Linked DNA regions of Rattus norvegicus: region 1 is linked to region 2. A link is a contact called in public Hi-C data. All regions are on one chromosome and are shown on one strand. The core of a region is the stretch at or near the end of the contact, and the rest is flanking DNA. Distances in the headings are between cores, read along the strand shown. Region 1 overlaps Cdk14 (cyclin-dependent kinase 14). Region 2 holds the start of Cdk14 (cyclin-dependent kinase 14).

The links. Hi-C and Micro-C count contacts between places; a contact is called where the count stands out from the background.
Region 1: a Hi-C map of mammary epithelial cells shows a contact between it and region 2, with 5 times the contacts expected there. The contact joins the enhancer-like site here to the promoter of Cdk14 in region 2. A contact is called at or near these places in 2 of 12 Hi-C or Micro-C datasets (the A7r5 cell line and mammary epithelial cells).

What each region holds. Positions count from the first base shown.
Region 1 is chr4:29,708,888-29,713,549 of GRCr8, forward strand. All of the region lies in intron 2 of Cdk14 (cyclin-dependent kinase 14), which reads left to right. Among named protein-coding and RNA genes, the nearest start is that of Cdk14, 90 kb to the left of the region's middle. Within about 2 kb of position 1,879, at least 21 of the 93 cell types and tissues checked have an H3K27ac peak or open chromatin away from gene starts, as enhancers often do. A contact at or near this core is called in the A7r5 cell line, where this site is marked.
Region 2 is chr4:29,618,409-29,622,974 of GRCr8, forward strand. Cdk14 (cyclin-dependent kinase 14) reads left to right here and starts at 2,809. Exons shown (of 15, transcript NM_001395582.1): 1 at 2,809-3,402. The coding sequence starts at 3,312.

The DNA.
Region 1 (4,662 bases), core at 629-3,128, 90 kb after region 2:
CCCGACCAGAAGCTTGTGAGAAGAACCTTTGAACTGCTGAGTCCAGGGAAGCTATTCCAAACAAGAACTGGGGAAAAGCTCTACCTAGAAGGGCACTTAAATTAGACTCTTTAGGGGGAGCAGGGTTTGGCTAGGCAGGAGTCAAGCAAGAATCTTTTGTTAGTAAGTGGGACTGGTATTACTGAAAGCAGAAGTAATTGTGGGACATGTGAGGCAGAACTATCGTGATACATAATGCACACGAAGATAGGATGTGCTAGGTTGGAGAAGGTTTTGATACCCGGGCAGTACATTTTTACCCATAGTCCTTGGGGTTAGGGTTCCCCTTACCCTTAAGAAGGCACTTCTGTGCATGCTGACAGGAGCCTGATACTGCTGTCTCCTGAGAGGCTCTGCCAGAGCATGACAAATACAGAGGCAAATGCTAGCAGCAAACTATTGAATTGAGAACAGGGTCCCCATTGGAGGAGTTAGAGAAAGGATTGAAGGAGATGAATGGGTTTGCAACACATTTAGTGCAATGCCAACCAATCCGAGCTCCAAGGGACTAAACCACTACCCAAAGAGACATATGGACAGACCCATGGCTCCAGCTGCATATGTAGCAGAGGATGGCCTTGTTGGGAACCAATGGGAGGAGAAGCCAAGGCTGGACCCCACACCCCCAGTGTAGGGGAATTTCAGGGAGGGAAGATGGGAAAGGGTGGGTTGTGTAGGGAAAAGGGGATAACATTTGAAATGTAAATAAAAAAATATCCAATAAAAAAAAAAGAAAAAAAGAAGGCAATTTTTAAAAGCAGGCTTTTACCTTTAAAAATAGCTAACCGTTTTCTCCTCCAAAAGAAATCAAAACAGGATGACATTGTTAGTCCTAAGGGGATTTAGGTTATAGGAGCTGTCCTGAGGCACCGTGAGTAATACCGTTGTGAGGCCATGGCATTTTTCTCCCACAGATGATGTAAACTCGGAGCAGTCACTGCAGTGGCAGCAATGGCAGCTGCTTCAGGAGAGATGAGGCAGCCAGTAAACACTGGCTTAAGTCAGCTGTCAGACTTGACTGCCGAGAAACGGGGCTTAGAATTATGATCTTTTTCTCCCTCAGTCTCCCATAAATCAATTCTCACAGAGTACGGATGGCAAAATACAGTGCAGGAGACTGAGGCTTCTGGGGAACCAGATGGAGTAAAGTTGAAGAGATGGAGGTTGTGTTAGAGAGGTCACAGCAGTCAGAGGCCACACGTACGAGAAACTCCTGCGCCCCACCCCTACATGGAGAATGAGCAGAGAACATGACTGCTTCAGAGATTTTCTTTGGAATCCATTATCTGGTTTTGACACATCGGATCAGTCATAGACCAGTGAATACAGATTTCTAATGCAAGTCAGTAATGATTACCCCCTGCCCCAAAAAAGTAAGGGGTGGAAAAATTGCTTGTATTAAAAATCCTAACCATAATCCTTGGATTGTTTTCCTAGGATTCAATTAACCTTTTGTATATTAAATTAAACAGTTAAAATTTTTGTTACTCATTTCTCTCTGATAGAGAATTGTTATTGTTATTGTTGTTGTTGTTGTTAGTATTATTATTATTAAGAAATGTGTGGAAGTGACCTAACATTCATACATATATTTAAACTTGGAGTCAATAATCCTTGGCAGTGTATTTGATGCTAACCAAAAATCCACAACTAATAGATCACCATAAAAGTAAGCTGGAGTACAAATACGTTCTGTATTTGCTATATTTCAGGTACTGTAGTGTTTTGAAAGTGTCTAATTGTAACTTAATAAAGCCTCAGCTTTCATCCCAGTGGGGCGGTGACCTACCCTGAGCTTTCTGAGACTGTGGGCTGTTCATTCCACACTGCCGTAATCAGCGGTGACCTCAGACAGTTGAAATAGCGTTCATGTGAGCACAGTGTTTACAGTGATGATATCACCTCACCATTCCAGAACCCACCCGTAATCAACCGGCAGGCTTTCCTTTCCTGTTCCTCTCACCCCACACACCCACACTGTGCTTTTAAAACCTACCTGGCTGGGCTACAGAGGTTATTAAACAGGACAGACCGGTCCCTTGCTTTACCCGTTTCTCTCAGTGGAGCCTGAACTCCTCTCTCCTCCATTCTTCCACCCTCAGGGCCTTAGTTCTCAGACAGATCGACAGACAGTTGGTGCACACTGCCAGTACCAGCATCACAAATGTCCATGTAATTATCTTAGACTCTGCCACACGAGGACAACCAGAATTGCTCCATGAGGTTGGGGAAATGGAGAGAGATGTGCAGTTTTAAAGATGCTTGTGGTTACCCTGGGGACCCAGAGGTGTTGCTGCCACTGATTTCCACGATTGCTTTAATCTGGGAATTTAAGAACTTTGCTTTCGGTTGGATTAGATAGGCCTTCATCTCCAGCAGCCCTTGTTGTTTTGTGTATTGATCTAAGGGGTTGTCTAGGTGGTTAGATGTGAATAGAGAAGGTCTTCACATTGTTGAACAAGAACCAGCAGAGTGTGGAGCAGTATTTCTCTTTGGTTGTTGCAGAGAGATGTTTTTTTGGTGGATTTAGAATTTATAACGTTGACATAACTGGGTAGAGTTTGACCTCAAAATGACATTTGAAAATGCATATTAATTTGCTCTGGTTATTCTGAAAGCATTAAACACAATTACCTACATTCGAATTATCATTTAGGAAGGTTCAATGAGTTAATAATAAATTGGTTGGTAAACAGATGAAAGAATTTAAAAATTGGTAATAAATTAAAAGTAATTTTCTGATGACCCAACGGAAAGAGAAGTGTTCAGAATTGAGGAAATTTTTATATATTTTAACATTCCTGGTTTTCCTTAACACTTAGAAGCTGACTGACTTATATAGCTACTCTGTTGATGACTGACTTAACATCTTAAGGTTTTTACATAGAAATTAATGCATTTTACTTACACACATACAAAAAGAGAGAGACAGAGGGAAACAGAGAGAGAGAGAGAGAGAGAGAGAGAGAGAGAGAGAGAGAGAGAGAGACTCTGTTAGAAGAATCTAAACATCTATCCTAGAGGCTCTTAATTTTTTTGTTTTTTGTTTTTGTTTGTTTTGGATTTTTTGTTTCTCTCTCTCTCTCTCTCTCTCTCCCTCCCTCTCTCTCTCTCTCTCTGTTTTTGAAACTCAGTCTCACTGTGAAGCTCTGCTGGTCTGAAACTGTATGTGGAATAGGTTGGCCATGAACTCAGAAAAATCTGATTGCTTCTGCCGGCTGATTGCTGGGATGAAAGGTTTGTGTCACCAAGCCCAGTTTCCAAGGATCACAATTAATAAGCTGTTGTGTCCTCAGCAAAATGTACTTCAAGGCAGACTCCAAAGTTGCTGTGCAAGGCAAAGGCACTGATTAGCCTTTTTAGGGAGAGACTTGGGACAATGAGGGGTGTGAGTGCCTGGGGTCAGGTGACATGAGTGAGAGTTGTAACTCTAACTGGCTCCTATTTAAGTGGTTTATTTTCTTAGCGTCCCAGCTTCCTTATCTGAAAAATGGATTGAATGCTCGTGCCTGCCCAGCTCAAATAGAATTCTACCCACCATGCATGGCGGCACACGCAAAGGGCATTCCACAACTCTCAGTATTATTAATTGCACTGATCACTAAATATTTTTATTTTCTTTCTTATATTTCTTCAGTTTTAGTTTACAACGTATGTACTAACTGGACAACATATCCCAACTTAGTTTATTTCATCTTAGATAGAAGTCTCTTTAGAAGCATTTAGCAATGCCGTGTGTCGTGGCATTCCCTAGCTTCAGAATGAGGGAGAAGTCTTTAAGCTGTGCCATTTTAGGAGCAGGCACGGGCATTGCTTCCCGTTGTAGCTAACTCCAAATTGAAAGGTCGGTGCAGCAAATGTATGGAATCTTTTACATATTGTGATTAAACCACTTTTGTATCCAGATACTTGACAGAGAGAGTGAGGGAGGGAGGGAGGGAGAGAGAGAGAGAGAGAGAGAGAGAGAGAGAAGGGGGAGGGAGACGGGGGGGGAGAGGGAGAGAATAGAGTATTAAAATTATATTTACTACGGTTTCTTTCACAAAGATCACTTTAGAAAGTAAAAATAAAATAAAAAAACAAAAACATAAAAATAAAAGCAAATAATTTATAGGTTATAAATATAACCACTATTGTCTTGGTCCTCAGCTTACATTTAAGAACTCTGTATTGGGATTTTTTTAAAATAATTAATTTATTTTATATGCACTGGTGTTTGGCCTGCATGTATGTCTGCATTAGAGTGTCAGATCCCCCGTAACTGAAGTTACAGACAGTTAGGAGCAGCCAGAGGTTGTCGGGAATTGAACCAAGTCCTCTGGAAGAGCAGGCAGTGCTCTTAAGTGCCGACCCATCCCTCCAGCCCCTGTACTTTGGCTTTTTTCATCATAATTGCCCAAAGCTTTTTTGGTAAACTATAAAATGTACTCTTCATTTGGCCACATGCAGCACAGTGATTTCAAGACCATTCACAAATGGCATATTTGACACAGAGGATACAAATCGCTTGTGTTTATCTCTGTTCTGGTCCACGAGGATATAGCAGTGGGAAAACCAGATGAAAGCCCCTGTCCTCTTGGAACTTAACTCTGGAGTGAGGCAGGCAGTAAGCACCCAGGCTTC
Region 2 (4,566 bases), core at 1,559-4,058:
TGGTGAATTTGGTTGAGTCAGCATTTGCTGGTTAGGCCATAGATAAGATTATGTCCTTGTTTTCAGATGCTGTACACACACACACACACACACACACACACACTTTATTTATGTAATGTCATTTTATGTGCATTGGTGTGAGGGTGTCAGATCCCTTGGAACTGGAGGTACAGACGGTTGTGAGCTGCCATGTGGGTATTGGGAATTGAACCTGAGTCCTTTGGAGGAGCAGACAGTGCTCCTAACAACTGAGCCATCTCTCCAGGCCCAGGACTGTGGTTTTTATTCCAAACTATAGCCCTGTGAAGCAGAAGTGCAGACAGAGGGGTGGCACAGATCCATCCTCTCCCTGGAGGTGCACATCAGTGCAGACACTGGCATTATCTTTGTGCCTCTAAATAAACAAGAGGTCACTTCTTAGTGACAGTGGTTCATTCTGCACCCTTTGATAAGCAATTAGTCTATGAAACATGTACTGGTTTTTTTTTTCCAGGTTAGGGCCTCGGGCCTCGTGGAATTCATAGGACCAGATAAAGGTGAATACGAGAAATTAATTTCAGAGTTGGATCCTTCCGGCCAGTGAAATAGCTCAGTGAGTAGAGCCACTTGCAGGCAGGCCCGACAGCCTGAGTTCAATCCCTGGATCCCACAAGATAGCATTCCAGAACCGGGTCTTGAGAGTTGTCCTCTGACCTTCACATGTGAGTGTACGTGCACACACACGCACACACACGCACACACACACATACACGCGCGCACACACACGCGCGTTGTTGTTGTTGAACCCTTAAAAGGAAGCACACATATCTCGAAAGCATGAAGTTAATTTCCTTCTCTATTTTGTAGGCTTATTGCATAACTTGCCAGTGTAATACACATCTGAGAAAAGACCAAGACAAACATGGAGCAGAGTGCTGGTGTTCACAATCGCCAAACTTCATTTGGTCTGTCACTGGACACAGGTTTCATCTGCCAGATACACTGTTCTTTAGTGGAGAGGGCCGAGAGGGTGTGGTCAAGCCAGGAAAGGGAAGTTCACAGCCACTATGCTTTAAGTTAACATTTTTGTGATATAAAATTAAGGCATTTGGGGGGCAAGATACTCAGACTCTACTTTCTAGTATAAAGTGTAAGGACAGAGTTGTGCCCCGCCTCCTACGTTCCTCCTTTTGTTTTCAGAAATTTTGTGTATTTCAGAAATGTATATATTTTTGCATATTTTGCCATAGTTTGATATTAAATATGGTTTTCCCTATTAACCCTCGATATAGCAACTCAAGTTTCCATTAGTTTAAAAAAAATGGTCACGAACAATAGCTTTGTATGCAGAGATGGTAAGTTGGCTTTTTGAAAGATTAGAAAATTAGAGATATTGGGGAGGTAGAAAAGATACCATATGCATTCACGTGCAGGTCCATGCACACATACACACAGTGTGTGAGGACAAGCACACTGGGCCTGTGTCCTTACTCAAACTGGCCTTTTCCAAATGGACAGCAGTGTGACCACATAAGTATAGCACTCTAAATTTTTATCTTTGACGATTTTTTTTTTCGTCTTTGTTAGCTGGAAGAACCTATCAGTGTTTGGCTCTCTGTCTCTGTCTCTCTGTCTCTGTCTCTCTCTGTCTCTCTGTCTCTCTGTCTCTCTCTCTCTGTGTGTGTTCAGTTGTAACTGCTAATTTTCTAATTGATCTGACCACGTGATAAATGTTAAAACTTTTTTTTCCTGTATCAGGTCACACTTTGATGCCTTCTGTAATTATTGAGATTTGGCTGTCAGGATCCAACATCCCTGCGTTTAAACTATCTTGACTTTGCTCATGAATTCTTGGCTCTCTCCTCTGTTAGGGGCTTGGCTTGACTAGCTAGCTGCCTTTTATCAGTGGCAATCTACCAAAACCCTGTAATGTGCTCAGCACAGGGCGGAACAAATCCGTGTTCTACCTCACAATTTAAGGAAGGCAGGGGGCTAGTTTTTGTTTTAAGATAAAAATCTTTTGACAAAACACAAACTCCCCAAAACTTCCTTTAAACCAAACAGCATTGTCACGCCCACAAAAGCTCCTATTGCTTACACAGCCAGATGACTCAAGATCACTAACATTTCTATTCATAAGGACTTTGCTGGCCCAGAATCAGTACAACAGGCCTTCCCCCATCTTCCTTCACCCTCCCCTGGGAGACTGACGTTTGGAGTACCTCATTTATTAGGGGAAAAAAAAGACTGTGTTTTCTGCCGGAACTGTTTGTCCCGGGACTTTAAAAAAAAAAGCCACCCTTAAGTCCCTTTTCAAGTTCATTCACTGAAGTAGGGCAAGGAGGTGACAAAAGGTAGTAAATTTACTGATGACCTGAGTATCCCTCTGAGGAATCTCTGAGACATTCCTGTCATCCAGAGTCAGGGCTGAGGCAAAACACCCTGCCTTCTGGAAGTTCCAGGGGGCCATTTTCAGCTTTTGCATTGTACCCCAATGAAAATCAGGCCTCTTCTGGCCTTCGGAGCACCCACTTTCCCTGTAAATTAAAACCACCCACCCCACCCCACCCCAAAAAGTCTCTACTAAACCCGAATGCGTCCCCGAGGCACTCGTGCACCGCGCCCGACACTCCCCAACCTTTCCGGGTCGGGGCCAACAAGGATCGCACCGCACCGGGTGGACAGGGTCGGCCGGGAGCCCAGGGCGGCCGGCCGTCTGTCTGTCCGTCTGCCCGTGGGCTGCGGTCCCGGAGCGCGCGGGAGGAGCGCGGCCGCGGCCGGCGGAGCGCGGGCGGCCGGGAGGGGGCGCCGCCCGGGCGCGGTGGGTCCGGGAGGGCGGCGGAGGCCTCGGAGTCGGAGTCGGAACGCGGCGCGGGGTCGCGCCTGGGTCCCGGGCGCCAGGCCTCTGGCCAGGGCAGTCGCGGGTCTCCGTGCAGCGCCGCCCCTCGGGCTGGGGAACTTGTCCCGCGCGCCTCGCCTGCAGCCGCCTGCGCCTCCTCGGCCGCGCCGCCCCCGTCTCCGGTCGCGGCCGCGCGGCTCTGGCTTACAAAGGAGGGAAAATGCGGCGGGCAGCGGCGCAGCGCGGGGGCCCCCGGGCGGCGGGGATCGCGGCCGCCCCCGGCACCACGTAAGACGCCCCCGCGCGCCCAGCCTCGGCCCAGGCCCGAGCCCCGCAGGCAGGCGAGCGCTGCGCGTCGCCCGCGGCCCGCGAGGAGGCGGAGGAGCAGGACGAGGCGCCGCCTTCCCCGCGCCGCGCGCCCTCGCCCGCCGTTGTCTGCGCTGCGCTGCGCTGGACCAGTTTCGCGAAGTTGCCCGGGCCCCGCGTCGCCCAGATGTGCGACCTCATTGAACCGCAGCCGGCCGAGAAGATCGGCAAGATGAAGAAGTTGAGGAGAACTTTGTCCGAGAGTTTCAGCCGCATCGGTGAGTGTGGTCCGCTGTACCCCGGTGTCCTGCGGGCGATCCCCGGGCTCGCTCCCTCGGTCCCCGCGCCCTCTCCGTGCTCAGGGCACCAGCCAGGCAGCTGCCACCTCCGGGTGAGGTGCGGACAGGGATGGAGGAGGACCTCGGTGGGGACTCCCGGCAGGGCAGGGATAAGCTGGAGGGCTACCCCTCTCCCCCACGGTCTGAGCTTCATTCGTGGACTGTCTCAACCCTCCAATTTGAGTTCCTCCTCCCCGCCAATAGTATCTTTGGCGCCTACAGTGAACTGGAGAGGGGACACCAGGTCCCCACCGCCATCGGGGCTCTGTGGCCACCCAGGTTACTTTTTTTTGTTTTTGTTTTTGTTTTGTTTAAAGAGCGTTGGTATTAGGTGTTTAGCCAATAATGTAGCTTTGGGAATTGTCGAAACGTTGACAGGCGCCTGATGTTTTTTAACGTACTCAACCTAAAGGAAGTGGGACAGATACCTTGGGACCTTTTGTTCCGTACTTCTGGTCCTATAAATGGAGGTTTGGGTGTTCAGTTTGTAGGTCTCTGAACCTTCTAGCTGCTATGGTGAAATGCGAGCTGTGAAGTTGTGGGGGCATTTAGAATAAGTCTCATGAACTTGCACTGTTAGTGCAGTCCAGAGGCTATTGTCTTCTTTAAAAAGCAACCAACCAATTTAACAGAGAATAAACAAACAGCAATAAGAAAAAAGGATCGAGGAATGTTTAGGATACTTAAAGAATGAATCCACATTACAGGCTACAGCAAGATGACAGCTGTGTCATGTGGAAGGGGTTTGTTAAATCTTGAGTGTTGGTGGCAGAGAGCGCCTGTTAACCTGAAGGCATACCTGCTATCTAAACTTTTGTCGCTAACTTTCTTTGATACGGGTAACTGCGCAAAGCAAGGGATTCTTATAAGCCCCAAACCAACCCATCAGAGTGTCCAAGCATACCTTCTGGCCTTTGGTTCACCTGTTATGTTAATAAAAGTTAATTAATTAAAAATAAGCCAGTTCCTTAAAATAAAACCATGATGTGCCAGTGAGTGTCAGCAGTCTGTTTCATAGCTCATTATCCGTACATGCAAACTGTCTTCAAATAAACATGGATAAACGTTTAGTCAAGATCATCATTATCATTATTATTATTATCA